Linked DNA regions of Astyanax mexicanus: region 2 is linked to region 1. The links are chromatin contacts, called in public Hi-C maps. All regions are on one chromosome and are shown on one strand. Each heading gives the region's core, a stretch centred on a gene start, on an enhancer-like site or on the middle of the called end of the contact. The rest is flanking DNA. Distances are from core to core; before and after follow the strand shown. Region 1 overlaps foxo1a (forkhead box O1 a). Region 2 holds the start of stoml3a (stomatin (EPB72)-like 3a).

Region 1 (6,106 bases), core at 1,748-4,247:
TAAAATAAAAAAATTACAGAGGAATTAAGGAACAGACAATAATAATTAATTGCTGCACCACCTTCCTTTCTAAAGACATACAATGCTCTAAACTTAACTAGTTAACCAGCAGCTAGGTTGCTATACTTTGTATCGGGAGTTTGAAAAGTTTGCCCCAATTGTTAGAGGGAGGATTTCACCCCTTCACTTGAAAACAAGGGGTAGTGGTACAAAAGAGAAATGGGTTTGGGCCTACGTATTTATTTTCACCCTGTAAATTCACACAGTCCTGTAACTGAAGAGCTCTTTTAATCCAATCTTCGATAAGTAGCAGCAAATGCTGTGATTAACATTTAGTAAATTTCACACAGCATGAATCTGTGCCTAAGTGCATAATATTAGGTTATTGAGGTGAGGCAGTTTTTGCAGAAAAAGAATTCACACTGGTTCACTATTTGGGAAAAGTCACCTGATTCTTCAAAAGTGAGAGTTTGACTGGTTCTTCTGCTGAGTCTGACTTTGTTGTCCTTTTAATTGCTTCTGCCTCCAAATTTGAATGTCTGCCCTCTAACATCCAGACAAAATGAAGATTCTGATGGTTCTGGTTCTGTAGCTGAGTTATATTTTCTGCTTGCCTGTGCTTATAATTCAGTGTCAGTGAGGTTTAGAGAGAGTTGTTTTCTTTGTATTAAGCAGCTTAACTCACAGTTAAGAACATGCATTCCAAATTTATTTGGCCCCAAAATGTGTGCCATCTGTTTTAAACAAACCAAACTGTGTTTGTATCAAATTCCAAGATAAATTAGAACATGACATGTTAGCAGTTGTAGCAGAATTGGAATACATAAATGCATTATCATAAAAGACAGCTATCAGCTTTGAAGTCTAGTCTCCATTCCCCAAGATGTTTTTACTCTTCTCTCAACTGGGGTCTTCTGAGGTTTGATCCAACAGTTTAAAAAGAATTTTAAGAACTGCCCTCAGGCTAAAGAAATGTGCATAAATGCTAGAGGTGTCATATGAAATAAAACAAATGAAAAGCTCACATGTTTCATAACGGTGGTACGAGGATTGTGAGAGTGTCAGTAATGTTTAATATTTAAAATCGTCCTCACTGGAACAGAGAGGACTTCTGCTCAAGCATCAGTGATTAGAAAATGGAACAGAAAAATGATAGAATATAGATAGATAGACAGAAGGCAGTGAGTGGGGCTATTCTGTCAGATCTTCAGTAAGGCATCTCTTTTTTTTCTGATTTCATTCAATTTAAAGGCAACACAGAACTCAGAACATCACAAACATTTCGACATGTACATCACAGTGCCTGCATTATTCCAGAAAGAGAGAAAAGAACACAAATACAAGACATTTGTGATAATCTTCGACGTGATTCAATCACATCTCTGCTCCTTCACTCTAATAAATAAAGAAAAGTAAATAAAACTCCCTACACTTTCTTAAAGGCAGAGGACTGTAGCTTTTCTGAAAAAACAGAGGGAGCCCCGCACTGTACATGTAGTTTCTAAACTACAAAATAAGCCACAATTGCAAGACTCTTGAATTGAGGACCTCTGTGAGAAATATTAAAGGACATGTCCATTAGTTAGTCAAAACTTCTATGCTTTTTCTTACCGTGAGAGTCTTTTGTCATATGTGAGCTCTGAAAAATCATAAAGTCACTAAAAATGTGGCCTCTTAAGATAACAATCCTTAATGATGTAAGATAACAATCCTTAATAATCCTTAAGGACAACTGAGAGGCCTAAACTGTACAGATTTCATCTAAGAAGTGAGCTTTCAGGGTAAGAACACTAAGAAATTTTGAAAAACTAAAAAAAAGAAAAAAAGAAAAGAAAATTGGGTGGACTTCTCCTTTAAGGAACCCAAAACACTGCTGAAACGTGCATGCATTATACACAGCTTAACCTAATCTCAGCTAAAGCCAACCATACACATTAACAATACCAATACATATAACAAAATCTCGAAACAAAAAAGAAATCTCAAATATTATATCAACTTTATGCTTTCTCACATATATATATTTACCATGTATTTACAAAGCCAAAAGTGTGGAACCGTGTACACAGTCTGAATGAGAAGCACCCTTAAAAGTAAGGATGAGCCCAGAAATGTCAAGTGTCAGATCCAGTTTCTTTCAGTTCTAAAAAACACGTTAAATCTGCTGCCCTGATTGCTGAATTCTTTGTGTAAACGCTCTGTACAATGACAATGATCGCAATATACTCTGTTAAAAATGTAGTACATCTGCTCTGATTCTGAAAACGGCGAGGAGAGAACAGAAAGAGTTGGTTTTATTTTATTTAAAGTAACATAGTCCGGGTAGGCCGATAGTTTTCCCTAAACTTCTTCCAGGTCCTGCCGTGGATGGAGGACCATGTCCAGATACGACTATATACACACTCATCCTCAGTTCCAGATCCAGTTCTCATTCCCAGTAAGGCCAACTGTGAAACCAGGGCATATAATAAAGAGCTGCATACAGACATAAGAAGGCCCGATGGAAAGCCACGGGCAGACGACGTTTAAGCTCTATTAGCGTATAATAAGTAGAGAAAAGAGGAGATGTTATCACACAATGGTCAACTTAAAGGGCTGTTGAGGATAAAAGACCTGGGTCTGATTATAAAGCTAGGAAACTCAATCAAAGCTTTTGAGTTCAATAGAAGGTTTAGAATCTGATTGTACTAATAATCATAATGATAATTGATGCACGTGATGCATATTTGCATATGTATAAGCATGTATGTGCATGGGTGTGTGTCTATATACATGTGTATGTATGTGTTGTGGCTGATATTTGGGCCATGGCGCTAGACCATGCCCTGATTTTTGCCCTGATTTGACCACTGGTTCTCCATAGCGAGAAGAAGGCAGCAATGTAAAGCACGCGTGATTTGGCTAAGGAGTAGTACAGGCACCTGGTTTGGCACTTGGTTCGAAGGTGCGTTACAGCAAAAGAGCTGCAGGCTAACGTCCTTGGCAGTGTGCGGTCATATCACAGCCATAGCTGAGCAGAGGGACAACAGGGGAACGTTCTTGATGAGAAGCAGGAGAAGAGAACATTGCTTGAATGGGCGAGGGTGGCCTCTTTGGGCTGTTGCTCTTCAGTGCGAGAGGCTGAAAAGCTCTACCTGTGAAAAAAGAGAAGGACCTTAATGAATCGCAAAGTTAGCAGGTTTTGGAAAATAATGAGACAAGCATGAGTAAAGTACCAGACAGTTTTAAAAACTGGATCAAACTGTTTTTGTAATGGCTGAGCTTTAATTATGCTTCCTTCATTAGCCACTTCTTCAAATCTGGATCTTAAATCCAGTTTATGGTCCTATATTTGTTCTTACTGAAAGTTGAAGAAACAGTAAATGTAACCGAATGGCCACTCAGTGTTACACCTACCAAGGATTACAGGACTGAAAGTCAAGGACTGAAAACTAGATTAAGGGATCAGATTTGAAGACACATGTTTTATTATGTGTAACATGTGTATTAATGATTTTACTGTATACATTTTTTCTTTCCGTTTTTAGACAGGAAAAACTTAGCAAAACTGTATAAAACAATCAACGTAAATGTTAATAATATCTAGATATGGTTCTTCTTTTTAAAAAACATAGCACATTACTAAGTTAGTGGCAAGAACATTATAAAACAGTAAAATGATGTTTTCAAATTCTGTTTTGTTTATATGTATATCTGTTATGATGTGTCTGGATTTATATATTGGCTAGGCTATGGTCTAAATTGCTAGTCTGATCTCTTATCATGGCTAAAAAGGACAAAAAAGTGGACAAAAAGTGGATAAAAACCTAGTAAACTTATAATTATCTTTTATTACACATGTTACAAGCCCTATTTGCATTGGGAGGCAGGATAATGCATGCTTCTGGTACCTTTTACATTTTTAGCCGTACAAAATGCCTCGTTATTTAAATTCTATACAAATTCACATAGATGTGATTACTCCATCATATACTGTGAGAAAAACATGGAAATCAATAAAATGTGCTGGACATGGTGCCTCCAGGACCAAGGTTGATGGAAGTGCGTAAATCAAGTAGCCCCCCCCTATCTCTGTCATTCATGGTGAGATTTTTTTTATCCTGTGAGAATCCCACCACTTCAAGTAAAATGAATCCCATCCGAAGAGAGCTATATGAGTGCCAATCTAAAGAAGGTGTGTAAATTTGTGTATATTTTAAATTTGCCCAAATCACAGCAGTTTTAACTTACCCTGACACCCAGCTGTGAGTGGTGGTCTTGACACCGTGTGGGGGGAACCCCTGCTGGCTCATCATGGGGTCAAAGTTGAAGTCCAGTGAGTCTCCGTCCATGAGAGTATCATGCAGAATGGACTCCATGTCACACTCGAAACGTTCCACAGGCATGCCATCCAGATCGCTGGGCAGCTTCTCCAGGTGATGCTGGTGCTGCTCAGGGGGCAGGCCTGGGCCGCGGCTGTATCCGTTGCCGTTGAGGCTGCAGAAGGAAAGTCCTCCTCCTCCTCCTCCGCCCATGTGACTGGAGGTTCCATACTGCATCTGCATGGCTGATTTTACCGAGCCGAGGCGTGCGCTCACAGCCTGGTGGCTCATGCTGGTCAGAGGGTGCAGCGTGCGTCCGTTCATGGCTGCCGAGGTGGGCGGAGCCTGAGTGTGCATGGTGTGGGGGTGAGAAAGGGTGTGGCTGTGAGAGGCTCCGCCTCCCATGAGTTCACCTCGGCTGCTGGTGTAGGGAGGCAGCATGCGTGCTGCAGAGTTGGCAGACTGGGACACCACCACCGTATCGACAGAGGGCATCAGGTCTGCACCATGTGGCTCAGCATCTGAGGTGAGAAGCTCCTTCAGGAGCCCTGCTGGGCAGTTGTACTGGGTCATGCTTCCAGGGCCTCCTCCAAAACTAGGTTTAGTCTCTGGCAGAGGCTGCATGGACATGGGTGACAGACTGCCCATGCTGGCCTGACCGTACAGGCACTTGCGGTAGTCTTGCTGCGGTTGCTGGTTGACGGTGGCCAGGCCGGGGGAGCTGTACGGGGGGTATCCAGGGCTGCTCTGCAGGAGGGATGAGGGCGAGGACTGGTTAGAGCCTGTTCCTGGACCTCCTGCAGACCCCACGCCCGGATTCTTGGGTGAGAGCAAGTTGAGATTGTCCAAGAGATTCTCCATCACGTTCTCCGAGCTGCTGTGGCCCAAGGAGCCAGCCATCTCCGAAAGGCTCGGGAGGGTGGAGGTCATCTTGGTGCCGGATCCAGGTCCCGGGTAGACCATGTGCATGTCTGAGTCGCCCAGGTCGTCCTGCTCTGGCATGAAAGGCGAGAGGCGGCCGCTGATCGTGCTGGCGTTGGAGCTGGTGCGAGGGCGGAAAGCCGTCCAGGCGTCAAAGTCATCGTTGCTGTGGGAGTTGGGGCTGCCAGGCCACTTGCTGTACTGGGAGCCTGGGCTGTCTGCACCACCTTCAGGACCACCTTGAAGTGCCAGCTGCAGTGTACAGAAGAGGAGTTAGCTACATACAGAACACCTGCCATTATCAAGTGTATCTACTGCTAAGCAACACTTGAAATACTTTTTTTTTTGTTATTCTTTTAAATTCGTTTACTTTTAAAGGAGTATTTCATAATGATTGGACTAACATTAATGTTTCAACCTTAGGCTTTTTTATTTTGCTATTAATCTTGTTATTGTTCCAGAAACTATGGTAATTTATGTGGCAACAGCTAAGCCCACATGGTTTAATTTTAGGGTCTATAAAACTGCACATTCATTATAAAAGGTGGAGATCTGAGATGTTTCACCGAAGAGCTTTATGAGTTGACAAATGTTAGCTTATGAATGTGTTTTTTTACTTCAGATATATTACAAAGATATATTGAGCTTTTTACGAATGCTTATAAATCCTTATGAATCTGTGCTTTGTTGCTGTAAACATTTAAAGTTGACAACATCTAAAGGCTTTCTCAGTTCCAGAATTACTAAATATGTCTCCAATGTGTTGACCTCACAGGATTACTGTATGAATAATAGCTGGCCAGGATGCAAGGAGGCGGATGAGGACAGACTTTGGCAGTGTACCTTTTTCTTGGCTGCACGCCCTCTGCTCTTGGCGAACTTGC
Region 2 (6,106 bases), core at 1,658-4,157, 69 kb after region 1:
GTTTACACCCAGCATTAAAATGCGTTTTTGTATCCGGATAGCATATGAATATACTTTGACTAGATTTTGTTTACATTTTGTTGCCAACTAAAATGCATCCCCAGCATGAACAGATGAGATACGACTTTATTTGTGAAATCTGTACTTGACCCGATCACCAAAAACAGGTCTTCGGAGGACCAATTAGGCTTTATTAGTGTTAATGCAGAGTTCTAGTATATGTGGTCACTGTGCATATAATGAGAAGACAATATATATAATACACTGGCTGGCCAAAAAAAAATTCACCACCAAAATAATATATATATATATATAAAACCAAAGAATTACACTCTAATTTTCGTCTGACCACCTTTAACTTTAATTAATTTAATGTAATTTAAAATAATTAATTTTTCCCCAAGATCTTGCATTGATGATGGTAGAAGGTTGAGGTTAATAATGGCTCAATGAGGTTAGGGGCTGGACTCTGTGGTGAACAATCCATGTGTGAAAATGATGATCTTATGCTCCCTGAATCACTCTTTCACAACTCCAGCCCCATGAATCCTGGCTTTGTCATCTTGGAATATGACTGTGCCATCAGGGAAGAAAAAATCCATTGATGGAATAACCTGGTCTGTGCTCAGTATATTCAGGAAGCCTGCTGACCTCATTCTTTCATCACATAAAACAGCAAAAAGAGACATAAATTAAAGAACAACAATAAAGAGAAAGCAAAACAGCTATGAAAAAGAATTATATATATATATATATATATATATATATATATATATATATATAAATACAGAGAGAAAGTTTAGTATCTGCCTTATCTCGGTGTGTGTGCATATAGGATAGCATACAGGAGTAAATATTTTGCTGTTTGATAAAAAAAAAAATTGTAACCATAATCCAGCTATACAAGTTATTATTTCTGGTGTATCACGTGATCATAAATGAGCCAATCTTTTATTAGACAATAGGCAAAATCATACTAACCAATGGTACTATATATGAATACTGACATGTAAAATATGTGCAGTAATATTTGTGTTTGCCAAAGTGGCACCACACCAGCTAACTGGCCTTTAAAATCAACAACACGCAATTTAGCTTCAGGTAGCACCAGGGGAGTCACACTGTAGTCAGTGTTGATGGGGCAACAGTGGAAAGTGTGAACCAGCTCACACTCGCATGGCTGCAACTCTGGAAAAACCAGTACAGGACCCAAAACAGCATTCTAAAATAGTTAAGGAGTGTATGGATAAACAACTGAGAAATGTGTAATTTGACAGTATCAAATAAATAGAACACAATGAAATAGAAGTGAGATGATAATAAAGTACAGATGGACAGTACGGAAATATTTTATTATCAAAGATTGTAATGAGTCCTGATTAACTGGATTATGCGCAGAAATAAATGAACATTTTACCATTTTTAAGAGTCTGCCACTGGTGACGCATTTTGTCTTTGAACATCATGACATAATATTTTACCATATATACAGTCCCAGTCCCAGTTTGGACACTTTCAATTTAGTGTTTTTTCACTATTTGAAATTATTATATATGCATTGTATAGATTACAACTAAACTCATGCAGTCTATACTATAAGTAGAGTAACTTGGTATACAGTGAACAGTCCTGTTTGAGTAATGTTCTAATGATATTATGGCAAGAACTACTCAACTAAGGAAAGATAAAAAAATACTTTTAATTTCAAGAACTTTGAAAGTATCCTTAAGTGCAATTGCAAAGACCATTAAAAACTTAATGTTGAAACTGGCTGTCAGAAAACGCAAGTTAACAGCACCCCAGATAAGAGCCACTTATTTTGACAAAGTATTTTGATTTGTTTAAGACTTTTAAGTTTACTACATAATTCATTATGTGTTCCTTCAAGTGGATGACTGGCTATAAAGACAGTATAATTAACAATAATCTACACAGATTTCTCTCCTGAAAACGGTTTATTTGGGTGAGTAAAGCGCTTTCGTTTATTTACAGTAAGCTTAGATTTCCAGATTTCCACTGTAGCTGGTAGTAGCAGCATTAGCGGCTAGCGCTAGCCATAATTAGTGCTAGTAAATGCTGTCCCACTTAGCTTATTTTTCAAGAACTTTTAAGTATGTGAAGGTGTGTCCAAACTTTTGCACATTGCAGTGAGTGAAAAGGATCATGACAGGCAGTGTCTGATTAAAAATCCATGTGTATAGTTAAGCTACCCTGGCAGAAATCACATGGACATATGGGACATAGTATTTTTAAATGTAAAAAAGCGTACTGGATTATAAAACAGACTATCAATGATTTTCATACATAAGGCTCACTGGATTATAAGGCATATTATGTGACACTAGACAGGGGTGTTGCCATGTTTTCCTTTTAATTCAGAGTCTCGCTGCTAAGTGGTGGTGGGGGGTAACTGAGGTTAGTAAACAAAACAGTAATTCTTGAAAAAAAAAAAAAACTTTAAGCACCAGATGTTAATCTACACAGATTTCTCTCCTGAAAACTGTTTATTTGGGTGAATAAAGTGCTTCAGTTTATTTACGTTAAGCTTAGATTTCCAGATTTACACTAAGGGTGCAGCAGCATTAGCATTAGCGGCTAAGTGCTAGCCACAAATAGCGCTAGTAAATGGCGTTCGACAGTGCTACGCTGAGAAACCCTGAGTGTTCAAGTAAGCAGGGTAATATTAGCTAAACCACACTGGCAATTTTTGGGAAAATGTAAGGATTTTAAGTGCAATTTTTTGCGAAAAATACTTATCCATGAAACGCCAGCTAAGGCCAACTGTATGTATTATTTAGTTGTTTACAGCTCAAAGCCAGCTGATAGTATCTCTTTATGCTTACCTTCACACCTGTAGCCTGTAGAGGAGAGGCCACGCCCCCCCTGAGACAGCAGGCATATTTAAAGCTCTCCTGTTACATGATCTCTCACACCCCAAGGCAACTGCTCCACAGACCTATAGAGATGACAACAGTGGATATGATGAGCAACAGCAAGATCGACAGACAGACAATGAACAGACAATCACCATCTGGGAGCATCCAACCAATCTTACATGGTATGTGTAAAACAAGCAAGACTTGAATTCACTTATTCACTGTTATCGCTAGTGAAATTCTATATTTACTCATGAATGAAAAATGCCACAGCACTTCCTGCTCAGGTTTAAAGTGGTGTATAGTTGTACAGTTATGTGTTATGAACATTTAAAGCAGCAGCATTAAAGTTTTGCTGATAAATTGAAAAAATAGTGTTCCTCAGTAAGAAGAGGACAAAATATTACAATAAAATGGCATTAATGTGCTTCTTTTCCACCATTCCTGCAAAGCCACATATACAGCTCTGGAAAAAATAAGAGACAACTTTAAATTGGTGAGTTTCTTTGATTTTTACCAAATTAAAAACCTCTGGAATATAATCAAGAGAATGATGGAAGATCACAAGCCTTCAAACCAAGCTGAACTGCTTGAATGGTTGCACCAGGAGTGGCATAAAGTTATCCAAAAGCAGTGTGTAAGACTGGTGGAGATCATGCCATGATGCATTACAAACTGTGTTTAAAAACCAGGGTTATTCCACCAAAAATGTATTTTTGAACTCATGAAACTTGTTATTTTAGACATTTCTAATTTTCTGCAAAAAAATGCTCTAAATGACAATATTGTGGCGGCTCTGGGTTGTGTGTGTGGCTGCCTGCAGGTATGTTTCTGTTCTCCTGTGTGCGAGGATGACAGGGGTGGGGCATCTCCCTTGGGAGGGGTTATGCAGAGAGGGTGGGCACCACTCTGGATCTGCCATCTGGGAGACACACAGCTGGGTTGGTGGCCTTTGGGCTATTTTAGCTCTGTGGGGATGGTTTCAGCTCTCTTAGTCTTGTTAAAGACTATAAGTGAGTGGCAAGCCTGTTCAATAAAGGAGCTGTTGAGCATTCAGCATGTGTCTCACGGGTTTTCCTTCCTCTTCCACTCCACAATATTTATATTTGGAATTTAGGAGAAACGTTAATCGTAGTTTATAGCAATAAACAACAATGTTTATTTTACTTAATATATGCCTATATATAGTGTGTATTGTAGGTCCCTGGACCTTTTTTGGCTATAACAGCTTTTGCTGGTTACCTGAGCAAACATGGTGCTGATAATGGTCCTAATACAAGAGCTACTGTGAATATAGAGATATCAGAAATGCAAATGCATGCAGTCTTTAACTGTTCATTCATACATCATTAAACCAAAGAAATGCTGAATTACAGCTGAAGAAACCTGGCTAACACAACAGTATTCTTACTAAATTGACAGATTCATTCACTCTGAAGTACCTCAACTCATGTTTTAAATGTACGTTTTAGCAGGCAAAAAACATGAACTGTAAATGAATTTGAGATGTGCCAGAGGGGGGTGTCATATCAGAAGAAATATGATCATTTAGATTCAAATCAGACACACAAAATATTATGTACAGGGGACAGGTGTGCTACTTTTTTCATCATCTTTTATAGTAGATAAGGAGATAAGACATTTTTTACATATTTCTATAAAAATACCTCCTGAAGCTTTGTTATCTGGTCTCATTTAAATAGCTAAAATTAAAAAGCTACTTAAAACTTAATATGACTTTTTTAGTGCATCTGCTCACACTGAGCAATGAAATAACATTATTTTACATCTTTTTTAACCTTATTCTTATACATTAGCTTTAATATGGCCCTTTATTTTGGAAAACCAAGCCAATATCCATGACAGATACACGCAAAAAAATTATCAGAGTAATAGTATTAAAACTGGAAAATACAGTATGTAGTGAAGTAAAATGGAAGTAGGAGAAAAAATAATACTCCAGTAAAGTATAAATATGGCATTTCAGTACTTGAGTACAGTAGTGAAGCAGTTCTACTTTGTTACTATTCATCTCTGGTTAAAAGAACATTTAGCAACGTATTGATAAGGTTCCAGGAACGTTCTGAAAGTGTGTGATATAATAATGGTTTGCATCACAATATTATTAGAACTTTTCTCACATAATATTAATAGCTAGGTGAATACTAGCATTATGGAAATGTTAAAAGTAACTAAAAATTACAAGTGATGTTGCAGAGAAGTTTAAAAATATTTAATATTAAAAAAATGTAAAAAAAAAAAAAAAAGAACATCCAGAAAACTTGATAAATTTAAAATTCTAAGAATGTTAACTGTAACATTTAGATAACGTTCTGCTAAAACTAATTCTGAGCTAAGATTACTCATTCAACAAAACTCACAGACTGCCACTTTGAAGTAGCTATTCTCTAAAAGTTATTTTAAAACTTTTATTCAGGGTTTTGAGTTTATATATTTGGATGGTTTTATTAAAATCAGTAGTTTCATGCAACTAGAAAACCATGATAAAAGGACTTTCTTAATGAGCTAAACATTTATTATTCACAGCTCACTAAAGAAAAGAGATGATACTGTTTTCATTGTGTATCACAACTGTGTCTGTAGGACTCTGTTCAGATTGCCAGCTCATAAATTATTTTTTTTTACATTTTTTCTAATTTCCATTTGGTTTAAAATGCAATTATGTAAGAAAAATCAAATCGGATCTAAAGTGTTTTTGCATCACATACAACTCAACAAACAAAGACCACATCAAATCAACAAAGCCTAGGCTGCAGCCGAGGTGAGCTGCATTTATCGGCCGCAACATTACTGAAGACTGTTCCTAAACGAAGGACCACAGCAACCCATTCAAATAGACATGCAAATACGAGTTAAAACTGTTATCACTACAGATCTGATTTGGGAAGCAAATCCATTTCCCCTGCAGTCTGAATACCATATAGCGAAGATAAAGTCTCATGTGAAATTGCTAAAGACGTTTGGGATGATATTCCTGTGGACCGAAACAAAACTTTCAAATGGGCTCTATTGTCATTACATTATACTGACTGTCAAACATGATGGCGGTAGTGTGAAGACTCGGAAATGCTTTGCTGCTCTTAGGCCTGGGTGACTTGCCCTGATTGACAGAACCAGGCATCAACCATTAATTCTGCTCTATAATAAGATACATAAGTTTAAAATAAAATCTGTATCTGGCAAATTCATTCGTATACACATGCCTGTTT

The links. Hi-C and Micro-C count contacts between places; a contact is called where the count stands out from the background.
Region 2: a contact with region 1 is called in a Hi-C map of blood, with 2.6 times the contacts expected there. The contact joins the promoter of stoml3a here to the enhancer-like site in region 1. A contact is called at or near these places in 2 of 3 Hi-C or Micro-C datasets (blood and muscle).

What each region holds. Positions count from the first base shown.
Region 1 is chr18:22,575,319-22,581,424 of AstMex3_surface, forward strand. It overlaps foxo1a (forkhead box O1 a), which reads right to left. Exons shown (of 5, transcript XM_007236710.4): 3 at 6,066-6,106; 4 at 4,231-5,474; 5 at 1-3,134. The coding sequence ends at 3,131. Among protein-coding and RNA genes, the nearest start is that of foxo1a, 52 kb to the right of the region's middle. Within about 2 kb of position 2,998, the one cell type or tissue checked has an H3K27ac peak away from gene starts, as active enhancers do.
Region 2 is chr18:22,644,392-22,650,497 of AstMex3_surface, forward strand. It overlaps stoml3a (stomatin (EPB72)-like 3a), which reads left to right and starts at 2,908. Exons shown (of 7, transcript XM_007236707.4): 1 at 2,908-3,058. The coding sequence starts at 2,920.